Linked DNA regions of Sus scrofa: region 1 is linked to region 2. The links are chromatin contacts, called in public HiChIP or PLAC-seq maps. All regions are on one chromosome and are shown on one strand. The core of a region is the stretch at or near the end of the contact, and the rest is flanking DNA. Distances in the headings are between cores, read along the strand shown. Region 1 holds the start of KIFC3 (kinesin-like protein KIFC3). Region 2 holds the start of KATNB1 (katanin p80 WD40 repeat-containing subunit B1).

Region 1 (6,057 bases), core at 3,488-5,987, 66 kb before region 2:
AGAAAGGCAGTCACCCTCTATAGATGGTGGGCCCAGGCGGTTTGATGGAGGGGAGGGTTGCCTCGGTTCCTTGCATCAACCTTTGGAAATGGGAAAACGGTGTCTCCTGTTAATGCAGCTTTTCGGAGGAAGGTACCCCTGGACGGTGACAGGGAGGGCACAGAGGGAGCAGGAAGGAGAGAGGAGATAGAAAGCTACCACCATTTGCTCAAATATCTAGCACGCACTGGAGGAGCTGGGTCTCTAGCACAGGAAGAGAGGGGTTTACAGTCCAGCAGTCCAAGACCCTACCCCTTCCTGCCACTGAGCAGGAGCGTGGCTTCCTCAGAGCTGGCAGGTGTGAGCCGAGCGCCGCCGTGCCCCCAATTTGCTCAGAGGACAAGGGGCCACGTCCTGTTGCTGGTGAGGAGTCAAATGCAGGCTTTCAGAGCTGGGTGCAGGGCCCTGCCCATCCCCTCCCAGGATCCGCCCAGCTCCTTCTGCACCGTCCCTGGCGGCTGTTCCAGGGCTGGAAACATGTGAATTCAAAACAGCAGCTAATTGAGTCAGGATTCCTTCCTCTATGACTCAATCCAGGAGATAGTCTCTGACTTCAGAAAGCTATTTGTTACCTGGGATGGTGCGCGGTTGCACACTTTTCACAGCTGTAGGGTGTTCCTTGCTGACCACATTGAAATAACTCCTTGAGGATTCTTGTCTTCCTTTTGATAAGATTTATCATTAGCGGAGTTCCTGTTGTGTCTCAGCAGGTAAAGAACTTGACTGGGATCCATGAGGATTCAGGTTCGATCCCTGACCTCACTCAGTGGGTTAAGGATCCAGTGTTGCCACAAACTGTGGTGTGGGTCATGGATGCGGCTCTGATCTGGTGTTGCCATAGCTGTGGTGTAGGCTGGCAGATACAGCTCTGATCCAACCCCGAGCCTGGGAACCTCCATATGCCACAGGTGCAACCTAAAAAGACCAAAAAAAAAAAAAAAAAAGGAGATGCAAACTCAGTCACTGTTTGCTTTACTAACCTCCATCAGTGTCTCAATTTTCTCTCCTGTTTAAAAAAAAAAAAGAATTATTAGTTTACATGGGAAGAAAGTTTGTTTGGATATGCCTGATGCATCCTGTTCTTCCCTTCCGAATGGTGCATGAGCTAGTTATTTATTCAGGGACAGCTGACATGAGGCCAGGAATCTAGTGCCCGTAGGATCTGAGTCTTTGTCAGAGCTTCCTTGTGATCGAGTCAGGAAAGGGTGGTGATGGTGTAGACGGAGAGGTGATGCCCTCAAGGAGGTGATGATGGTATAGACAGGAGAGGCCTTTACAATCCGGTGGTGGGGAGGTGAGCAGTCAGGGGACCGTGTCCCTGGGAGGGTCAAAGAAGGTGGTCTTTGGAGTTCCCATTGTGGCTCAGTGGGTTAAGAACCTGACTAGTATCCCTGAAGTGACCTCTACGTTTGAAAGACTTGAAAGACGGGCAGGAGGCGGCCAGGTAAAGGTGGGTGGAGGGAGTGGGGTGAGGAGAGAGGCCTTCTGAGCAGGGCGAGGAGCACTGCAAGGGCCTGGAGTCTCAACTGGGGTCATTAAAACTCAAAAATCATGTAAGTCGTATGCATGCCTTCCCCTGGGTTGCTACAAGAATGAGATTAAACACGATCTGGCTTGTCATCGCCCCCTCTTTGCTGCCCTCTGGGCAGAACTCTCTGGCCCTTAGCTTTCTCTCCGATGGATGCCCGAGAGTTAAGGGGTTTCAAGCTCTTTAAACAAAAATGACGCTCTTCCCCACTGTCTAGGAGATGGAACAGATGTGGACAGAGATCCGCAGTGTTCCGCCCGTTGCATTTTTGTGGGTCTCCCTGAGACACCTATGCCTCTGCCAGAAGGTAGGCAGGAGGTCAAGGTCAAAGGCTGAACCCAAGAGTCCTCATAGGTTCAGCACCTCAGCGTTGGGTGGCCAGGTTTCTGGCAAAGGCTTCACCTTCTGTGTGGCCAGGGAGAGTTGGCAGCCTCCCTATCAAACCATCAGTGAAGTTTCTGGGTTAGAGATGACCTTGAAGTCATCGGTATGTAATTCCTGGCATGGTGCAATCTCTAAATTCCAACAATCATGAAGCAATTTGCCTTTGCATTTCAAGTCAGAGTTTTGCTAGAATTCAGAAAATTCTTCCTTAAATGTCTCAATTTTCTCTTTCCTTCACTGGTGCTTTGAACTTTATAAGCTACTGCATGTATGTATGTGTGTGTGTGTATAATACTATACGGTGTGTGTGTGTCTATATGTGTGTGTGTATACATACAAGTATATGTGTATATATATATATATATACACACACACATAGACACACACACACAAACTATTGGGTTCATATCTCGGCTCTAACACCCACGAGGTTTGTGAATGAACTTTAGGAGGCTCAGTTTTCCCTCCTGAAAATGGGGGCTGTGACAGTACTCTCCTCATAGGGTGTTTGGGGTTAAACAGGATCTTATTTTTAAAGCGCTCAGCGCAGCGCCTGGCACAGTGTTAGCTGTGGATAAATGGTAGCTATTATGTGCATGGAGAGAAAAAAAAAAAAAGACTGTACTAAAATGTTGGCAGCATTTATCTTTAGTGGGTGGGATTATGGTTACAATGAACATCTATTACTTCAGTAATCAGAGAAAAAGAACAATAAATGTTATTATTAATTTAGAAATCTGGCTTCGGCTTTGTCAGAAGGAACCTGCAGTTCATGTCAATGTACCAGCTACAATTAAGACAAGGCTTCCGGTTCTATATCAGGACTTTAAAGACAGACACCCCCACCGCACCCCTCCCCAGTCGGATAACAAAGAAAGATACTTGGTCAGGAATCTAGAAAAAATCTGCGGTCCTCCGGCCCTCCTATCCTCCTGATCCCTGCTGTCTGGAGGCTGGCAAGGGAATTCAGAGAAGAGAGCTCTCCAGTGATGGCTTGCTCACCCATTGGGAGGCTTCTCCAGGGTTCTTGGCTAGAAATCTAACTCTCCAGGGAGCCATTCCTGGAGAGTGACCTGCCCCCTCTATTGCGCCTTTGCTGAGGCATCTCAGTGAGAAAATAGAACGCTGGAGCCCAGTTTTTGTTCTTTTTAGGGCCGCACCTGCGGCATTTGGAGGTCCTGCTAGAGGTCCAATCGGAGCTGCAGCTGCTGACCTACACCACAGCCACCGCAAGGCTGGATCCTTAACCCACTGAGGGAGGCCGGGGATGGAGCCCGCATCCTCATGGATGCAAGTCAGGTTCGTTACCACTGAGCCACAACCGGAATTCCCTGGAGCTCACTTTTATTAGAGGGATTGTGAGTGTCCTGGTCTGGCCTGGTCTGGCATCCAGAACAATCTGAGGCCCAGAACCTTGGCTCTGTCTCTGGTTGAGATTCTTGACCACTAGCCCAGCGCCTGCCCAGCGGTAGGAGACAGAACCCATCTGGAGCTGCATGGGCCCCTCCAGTCCTCTCCTGGCCCCTCCCCAGTTAAGCAGGAAGGGGCAGCACGCGCATCCCCCTCGGATTATCTTCGGAACCATCAGCCTGCACTAGGCTGGCTTCTGAGTTTCTTTCCTCTCTCCTCCTTCCGCACCCTGGAGGGGGAATATTGCTGCTGACTCTGGAGTAAATGCTGCCTCTGTTTGGGAGACAAAGAACAGAGTGGCTCCTCCGGGTCAGCTGTCTCTCCTTGGCTGGTCGGCTCCCTAGCCTCCCCCAGGCTTCTTCTGGGGCATTCTATGGGGGGGGAGGGGGCTTCCGGGGCTGCAGTGGGAGCTGCTGCTTGCTCCAGAGCAGCTACATTCTGTACATGTTTTCACGGGAGCTTAAAGGAATATTTTACCTTAAAGAATCTCAAACATCTCTGCTCTGGAAAGGGGGCTGTGGAAGGGGTAAGGAGGGTGGGGGACAGCAGGTGGTGCCCTGGCTGGGAGGCAACCTGGCCTGTGTACTCCTTTTAGAGCTAGCAAGATGATGTACGTGAAAAATGCCTGTGCTAACGTGTGACACTATGCATGTGCTAACTAGAGCATATGTGAAAGTGTGTCCCGGGGTTTAAAAGCACGCGTAGGCTGGAGTGTGAGAAAGAGTTGGCCATCATGTGAGAACATGCATGTGTGCAAGTGGGTGTGTATCCTAAGGAGTGTGTACAGCATTTGTGAGAAAGCATGGGGTAACGTGAGTGTGTGAGAATGTGCAAGTGTGCATAGGTACTAGCTAGAGTATGTAAGTGTGTGTGCTATGAAGTCAAGTAAACGTGTACTGGAGTTTGTGAGAGCATGCGAAGGGCAGCAAGGGAGCACTTGTGAGAAGTGTGTGTGTGAGCAGTAACTAGTGCAGTGCGTGTGAAAGTGAGGAGGTGCGTCTGAGTGTAAGTGCAAAAGCATGCGTGTTGAAATGAGCGTGGGAATGTGTGTGAGAATGTGAGTGCCTTCATGTAGACTCCCTAGAGCATGTGTGCAAATATATGTGAGTGCCGTGCATATGTGAGCACGTAGGACGGTGCGTGTGCGCCCGGATGAGCACGCATGTGTGCACAGGCATGTGCGGGGGGGGGGCGGGGGGCTTGGGGAGACCCAGCGGGAGGGTCTGTCGAAGTGGGCGGTCCCGCGTGTGAGTGTGTGAGTGTGTGCAGGAGCGAGCGCGCCGCCCCCCCACCCCCAGGGTCGGAGCCGGTTGCCATGGGAACGCGCCGCGGCCTCGAGTTAATCATTTCCTGTGGAAAGTGTGCGGGAGGGGCTGGAGCGGGGCGGGCCGAGGAGGCAGCGGCGTGGAGCAGCCTCCCGCCAGCGGGCCGGGCCGGGCCGAGCCCCGGGCACTGCGGCGACACCGGGATCCTGCCTCCGCTAGGCCGGTGAGTCCGGGGCTCCGGCGGGCAGGGGGCGAGCTGGGCTCTTGGGGTCCGCCTGACCAGTCGTTTCGGGTGCCGCGTCTGGGATCCCCCTGCCCCGCCCCGCTGGGGGGCGCGGGGAGGCCGGGCCCCGGCGATCCACCCCTTTTCTACCCTCTCCCCTCGCCGCCCCCTGCACCGTCCAGCCTGAGCCGAGCAGGGGAAGCGGGCGGCATGTCCCCTGGGATCAGAACAGCCTCGGGGCCACCTATCTGATTTCAATGGCCAGGGAAGCCGGACACTACTGGGGAACTACGTGCCGGTCAGCGCCGCCCCCTCCCCTGGCAGAGGTCCCTGGCATCCGCAGGGCTCCCCTGAAGGCTGCCGTTTCCGGCCCTCCCATCTCGTAAGCCCCTGGGCAGTTTGCTTCCCCCACCCCCGGGGCCCGGGCCGGGTGGGGTGGGCCCGAGGTTAGGAAGGAGCGCCTGGGCCAATGGTCTCCTGGGCAGAGGGGGAAATTGAGCCTTTGACAGCAGCTGCCTGGCGAGGAGGGGTCCCAGCAGGGAGGGCCAGGCAGAAGCCACCTCCTTCTACCCCCTGTTGTGAGTTAGAGCAGAACTCTGGCGCAGCAAAGGGCCTGGTCCTGGCAGATTTTAAAGAGGAAGCTGCATTTAAATTCTCAAGTACCGCCCCCCCCCCATATGTCTCAAGGTTAGGGGTCGTGATTACCCCTGGTCTGTCACCTTCCCTGGCTTTCTGTCTGCCTGAGACTGAGTGAGCACCTCTGCAGGCCCAGGCTATCCCCCTTGCCCTTGGTAAAAGTAGCCTTCTCCTTGGCCAGAGAGTCATTGGCAAGGAATGCAGTCTCAGAACGGAGTCCTGTATTTGCCGTGACTGGACTTTAGGGTGTGGGGCAATGAGTTCTGCTGTCCTCTTGGGTACCAGGGAGCAGAGGTTTCGAAATCTGGGTTGATCTGTAAAACCTAGGACGCGTGACTGTGCGCAGAGGAGGTCTAGCCCCTGTCCAACCTCCCTGACCTTCTGCCCGCTCTCCCAGGGAGACTAGGCCTTCCCGGCAGCAGTCTTTGGGCAGGTGTCACAAGTCTGTCCCCCAGTCATTGCACTATCCCTGGTCGGGGGGCAGGTGGGGGGCGGGGAGGACGCTGCAGCTCTACAACCCTGGCCTAAACCCATAGAGGCAGATGCCCCTCGCCCGCAGCCAGCCCCTCTGG
Region 2 (6,201 bases), core at 3,120-5,619:
TTCTGGCTAGGCCGCACCACCCTGGGCCTCCTGAGAGCACTGCCACCCCGCTCTGTACCTCAGGACTTCTAACCCCTGGGGACAGCCATTCGTCCATATGTACATTTTCCCAGGTGCCGCTCTAGGCCTGGCGCCGAGGGACGGTGGGGAGGGAGAGTGATTAGGTTCCTGTCTTCACTCTACGGCCTGATCAGATGGTTCCCAGGACAGCACCCAGCTGGAAGAACCACAAACTTGAGGGCGAGCAGAATTTGGAGGCTGGGCCCTTTCCTAGAAGGGCTCAGACCACTTCCCTGCAAGCAGCCTGACCAGGGGACTGAAAGGAGCTCCTTGAAGGACTAGGGAGGGCGGAGGTGGGCACACCTCAGGCACCAGGCAGAGGAGGCCTTGGCACAGGGCACTGGCCCAAGAGCACCCCTTCTGGCCTGAAGGACCATACTCACCAATGGCCAGGACCGGGTACCGAATTTAAATGCCAACAAATAAAAAATCCTCACCACATCTACTGGCAAGCCAGGCTGATGGCTGCTGCTCTACCTTGTGTCACAGGCCCACGCCAGCTGCCCGGGCTCAGGTGGCACAAGCTGGGCCCTACATCCCAGCCACTGCTGGGGGAACACAGCATTCTGGCCAGAGACACTGAGCACTGGCAGAAGCTCAAACGGAAAGTGCGAAAGACTAGGCTTCACCCGGGCCTCATGCTGGCCAGACACCTTCTGATCCTCCCCAGATTCTAGAGCCACAAGGAGCCAGGGGTCATTCCGCCTTGGATTCTTCAGACAATTTATACCTGCGGAAACTGCCGTGCACATGAAACTGTCAGCAGATGCTCAATATGCCTGATCACATCACCTCCCACTTGAATGCTTTGATGGCTTGCTCTTGCCTTTCAGATAAAGCCAAAGCCTCAGAAGGGCCAGGGTCCTGTGGACATGTGTCCCTGAAGACCTTGCCAGCCTATGGGGCACCACATTCTCCACACTGCTACGTCACTGCCCATGGCCTCCTTTGAGACCTTCCATCGCACCAAGCTTCCTGCCTCAGGGCCTTTGCACAGGAGGCTCAGGCACAGCACTTCCCCATGCCCCACCCCCACATCTAGTTCACTGATTCAAAGCATTTGTTTCTGCTTAGAATCAGAAAAGGAGAAATGGCTGGGTGTGATTATCTCATTCCTGCCTATTGCTTTCCCCAGGCTCTGAGCCCCACAGCAGAGAGACCTTAGCTATTTTGCCCTCCCTCTGCCAGGTTCTCTCCTGGTTTCTCAGAAAAAACCAGCTGTTGAAGGTATAGACACATAACCCCAATAAATACAAAGCTGCTATGTCCAAAGTGCACCCTCCTTGGCAGCCCGTAAGAGGATTCTCCCAGAACCCTAGGGGCTGAGGAACAGTTTGCAAATGGCCCAATCCTCTTGTCATTTAAAATGAGGATGCCAAGGCCCAGGTTCTCAGAGTTAATAAGTGGAGAAGTCTTGTCCTGGCTTCTGAAAACAGCCCAAGGGCAGCTTACAGTAAAGGGTGACCTGTCTGAACACCAGATCTATGCCATCCAGTTATTACAGGTGGGGTACGGCCCGCAGAGGCAACCACATGCAGAGCTACAGTTCTCAAAATACGATCTGGGGAATTCTGGGATCCTCAAGAGCCTTTCAGGGGATCTGAGAGAACAAAACAACTTTGATCATAAAACTAAGGTGGAATTTGATTTTTACATTCTCATTTGCTCACAAGAATACAGCAGAGTTTCCCTGAAGATACATGACATGATGGCATCATCACTAGGGGCATGTTTGTGCGTCCTTGTGCTTTAAAATGTCTCCGTATTGAATTTCTCACTGTGGTGCAGCAGGTTAAGGATCTGGCATTGCTGCCGCTGTGGCATAGGCTGCAGCTGCGGCTCAGATTTGATCCATGGCCCAGGAACTTCCATCAGCTGCAGGTGTGGCCAAAAAAAGTCTCAGTTTTATTTCCACCATGGTAAACATTGATAGATGTAACTCCTATACACAAAAACTCTTTGGGGTCCTCAATAATTTTTAAGAGTATAAAGAGGTGCAGGGAGTTCCCGTGGTGGCGCAGTGGTTACCGAATCCGACTAGGAACCATGAGGTTGCGGGTTCGATCCCTGCCTTTGCTCAGTGGGTTAACGATCCGGCGTTGCCATGAGCTGTGGTGGAGGCTGCAGACGCGGCTCGGATCCCACGTTGCTGTGGCTCTGGTGTAGGCCGGTGGCTACAGCTCCGATTGGACCCCTAGCCTGGGAATCTCCATATGCCACGGGAGCGGCCCAAGAAATAGCAAAAAGACAAAAAAAAAAGAGTATAAAGAGGTCCTAAGATGAAAGACTTCAGAGCTGTCAGTATAGAGGAGTGGGGGTGGGTGGTTCCCGGGCTCAGGTACATTCGAGAGCCTATCATCAGCATCCCTCTGCCTACCTTCTCATCTCCACCCCCATCCCAAGAGGATCAGGGAGCCTGACTTGTGGGATGTCAGAAGATACTGAGAACACCTTTCAGGATTTCTTGCCCCATCCTGCCTGCCAGCCTAGCTGGAAATTCTGCTAAGTGCTTCCTTATGTTCATTTTCTCACTTGAATCTCACTCTAGAGTGGAGGTATGATTATCTCATTGTACAGACAGGAAACTGAGCCTCAGAGAGGTGAGGTCACCCGGCCAACAGCACCCAGCTGAGAAGTGCCAAAATCATGATTTGCATCTTGGTCTATTTTACTTCAAAGCCTGGGAGTCTCCCCTGCGTCAAGAACAGGAGACAAGGCTGGGGGTTCAGGCCACCCAGAAACAAATGGCTAATAGGGTAATACTAGGGTGATGGGGGGAGAAAGAAAACAAGAACATCACTCACGCAGCTTCCAGGCCGTCTTGGTGACCACAGGGGTGGCCATCCTTCAGCTTGCAGGCACCCAAAGCTGCACCCACAAAACAGACTGCTTTCCTTGTGGGTGGGGGTGGATCCCCCCCAGATCCGCCAATCAAGTTGACAGGGAGTTTCCACACATCCAGGCAGAGGGAATGTCTGGTCTTCCAGGCCTGTACCACCTTGTGGTTTTAAAGCATCCACAGCAGCAGCCCGTGCGTGCCTGTTGGTATCCTGGGTCATGGAACATCAGGCTTGAGCCATTTCAGCTCAACACTAGGCTGGAACACAAACAGAGGTGATGGCTTGTTAGCAAACACTCAATGGGAATTCAGGGGGTCCCTAGGTTTGGAAAACTGGAGCTGCAGCTCCCTGGATCACCAAGGGCACTTGATAAAGACAGACACCCACCAAAGCCAAGGCCCGACTGCAAATTGTGTTTGAGGATCTGGATGGAGGGCACCTCAGGCAAGGTGACTTGGAACACAAGGAAAAAGGTCTATCCCAGAGGCCAGATGATGGTGGAGGCTCTGTTCCAGGAGGCCGGCTGCCTAATGTGCAGGAGCCGCAGTGGGGCGGGGAAGACCACATGTCTGCAGTTCCCATAGATTTCTGGGAGTCACTGTTTCATCTGACGTATGGGAAGGGGGTGGAGTCACAGGCTAAGTTTAGGGGCTCACGAGGCACCCTAGAGATAGGTACTGAAGTCTTCTGTAGGGAGACCCTCAAAGAGGGCCTGTGGGATCTAATCTGTGTCAAGGTAACTACTGCAGGTGCCTGCACTTCTCAAGGGCAGTGCTGCGAACGAGGCTTCCAGGTGGGCATGAGTCGGAGTGACTCCTCAACTCTAAAAGGCGACCTCATGGAGCCTCCTACCTCCTTCCTCCAAACCTCTTCATGAACCATCTCCTCCCTGTCCCTTTTCTCCTGGGGTCCCCAGCGTTCACTCCTCCTCACTGCCGCCTGTGTCTCCCTCGCTAGCACATCCTGTTTTGGCCTCTGCCCCGCCAGACCCTTTCCCCTCGCTATCAGTATCCCCATTCATTGACTCTCCCCTTCATAACCCCTCCTCCTGCAGACCTCCGGCTCTGCTTCCGGCCTCCCCGGTTGTCGTCTCTGGCCTCCACGCTGGTCCCGCCCCTCCCGAAACTGGGGCTGGTCCCTCCGCCTCGCCTAATCCTCCCACTCCTCTCGCTTGCGGGGAGCAGGCTCCAGCCTCCCTCCGCCCGGAGCCCTCTCCGCCGCAGCCTGGTCTGGCCCTGCCTGACTCGGCCTAGTCCAGGGCTCATCTTCCCCTCGCTTTCTCGTCCGCTCACCCACTCCACCTGCAGCTGCGGGTCCGGAGGCCGAGGTTCTGCTCCAAGCGCGACCCCTACTTACCTCCATCCCCTAGCCTGATTGGCTGCTGCTTGACAACCGACCCTCACAACAAAACCTCCGGCTCAGAGCCCCTCCTTCCTCACCTCCCGCACCAATCAGCAGCCGCGAGCGATCCGCCTCTCTCCAGACTTGACCAATAGAAAAAGGCGCTTCTGCCGCTTTCCCTAAGTACCCGCCCTCTTTTCCTGACTTGGACTAATCATGAGGAAGGAGCGTTCAGGAGCCGCCCCTCTGCCTCAGTGAACCAATGCGAGCTGCAGTTTCCTTGGTTCCGCCTCTGCCTCAGGCTTACCCCTTCCTCCACTGTCCATCTCTTCCTCGAATTTCGAGACGCCTTCCAATGGCGGCTGCACCAATCGCTTTAGCAACCGCCCCAGATTGACCAATCAACTTCCGCATTATTGGAAAACCAATTCCCGGATAGCCAATGGGAAGGAGACATCGAGAGCGGCGTGAAGCCGGGATCCTTTCATTTCGGGTTGGGGCGAAGCGGGGAGCTGGTCTCAGTCATCACTTTGCTGTAGTTCCTACTGCTCCACTTTGCTCGGGAGGCGGTGTTGCTGTTGTCTGAGGGTTTTCCCTCTCTTCTCTGGCTCTGATGCCGGCTTGGACCCCCCACCGGAAGCCTAGAGGGAAACGGAGTCTGATTCCGGCTCCGAGTCAGTCGTGGAGCCGGGAAGGGCTGTGCCTACGGCCGCGGCTTCGACGAATGGAAGAGTGGACTGCACCCCTAGCGGGACCACCAACCAGGAATCGGAGAAAAGTCGACCTCCTTTGGGGCTTGTAGGTGGGGTGGGCCTAGGGAAGGGCCGCTATCCGCAGAAGCCAGAGGAACGGAGGCGGGGGTCACAAAATGTCTTGGGAGGGGAGCCACTGTGGTCGTGTTTGAAAGATATCCTGTCCCATGAGGTTTGAGCAGAGGTCAAGACTGAGACAGCCAAGCAGCTCTGGACAGATTACATTTTCAGAATTTCCAATATGCTGTCTGCAAAATTAGGGTCCCTGTACACACACACACATTACCTCCCCGCCCCCACCCCATGCCCCATGGCGAGGGTGGCCCAACTCACACAGTGGAAATGGCAAGCCCACGACTTGAGGTCTTAACACTAGACTGCAAGGGACTGAAGCCTAGCTCCTCTTCTTATCAGCCACTAATAAGCCCTGTGTGAAATGGGGATGGCATTGTTGTATTAAATAAGGCAGGACGTGCAAAGGCCATCCCAGGTCATAGATAAAGAAGGGAAGGAGAATAGGGCTGGTGCTGAAGCCTGTGAAATGATGTACAAATGGCAAATTACAAGTGTGTTTATTTACAGGAAAATCATGAGAAGCAGGAACAGACAGGGCTGCAGAGGGGGTGTGGCAGTGAGGCCAGGTACCTGAGTGGATGGTCCTCAGTTGGGTATAGGGAGCACAGGGCCAGGCTTGAGGGTAGGATTTTTCCTCTGGCAGCTTTACCAAGGCCTGGGGACAGGCATCAGAGGACTGGAGGGGTGTGTAGGGGGGAGCATCAAACAAAGACTTTCAGTATCTCCACCAGGCGTGGGTCCTTGTAGAGCTTTTCCTCCAGAGCCAAATACTTCAGTGGGGCCAGTTCCTTGTGGCTGAAATTAGAGGATGGAATGAGAGGGGGTTTAAAGCTGTTGCTCCAGCCGGCAAGTGGGTGCTCTCAGCTCTCCCCACCTCCTCACCGATTGAGCCGCTGCTCCAGGATGCGGATTCGGAACATGGCCTGAGAGCAGTAACTCAGGTACAAGTCTTCATCCTCTGGCGTCAGGGTCACCTGGTTCTCCTGATACCACTGCTGCTTCTTCTGCAGCTCCTGGGTCTCCTGTGGGCACAGGGAAGAGAGAACAGGAGGGCCGACTGTTACCCAGACTGCAGGCTGAAATGCCAGTGGTCATCAGGCAGCCCTGCAAGGGTGGGCCCCGCTACCCCGACC

Evidence for each region. HiChIP or PLAC-seq counts read pairs in DNA pulled down with a chosen protein or histone mark.
Region 1: an H3K27ac HiChIP or PLAC-seq map of alveolar macrophages shows a contact between it and region 2. The contact joins the promoter of KIFC3 here to the promoter of KATNB1 in region 2. A contact is called at or near these places in 1 of 5 promoter capture datasets (fetal skeletal muscle), 3 of 47 Hi-C or Micro-C datasets (all in liver) and 1 of 2 datasets of contacts at active chromatin or transcription factors (alveolar macrophages).

What each region holds. Positions count from the first base shown.
Region 1 is chr6:19,694,784-19,700,840 of Sscrofa11.1, reverse strand. KIFC3 (kinesin-like protein KIFC3) reads left to right here and starts at 4,737. Exons shown (of 21, transcript XM_021093927.1): 1 at 4,737-4,849. LOC102160805 (a long non-coding RNA gene) reads right to left here. Exons shown (of 4, transcript XR_001309011.2): 2 at 1,020-1,045; 3 at 1-80.
Region 2 is chr6:19,628,523-19,634,723 of Sscrofa11.1, reverse strand. It overlaps KATNB1 (katanin p80 WD40 repeat-containing subunit B1), which reads right to left and starts at 4,369. Exons shown (of 20, transcript XM_021093935.1): 1 at 4,257-4,369; 2 at 2,865-3,157. The coding sequence starts at 2,904. DRC7 (dynein regulatory complex subunit 7) reads right to left here. Exons shown (of 18, transcript XM_021093921.1): 17 at 5,951-6,090; 18 at 5,549-5,863. The coding sequence ends at 5,770.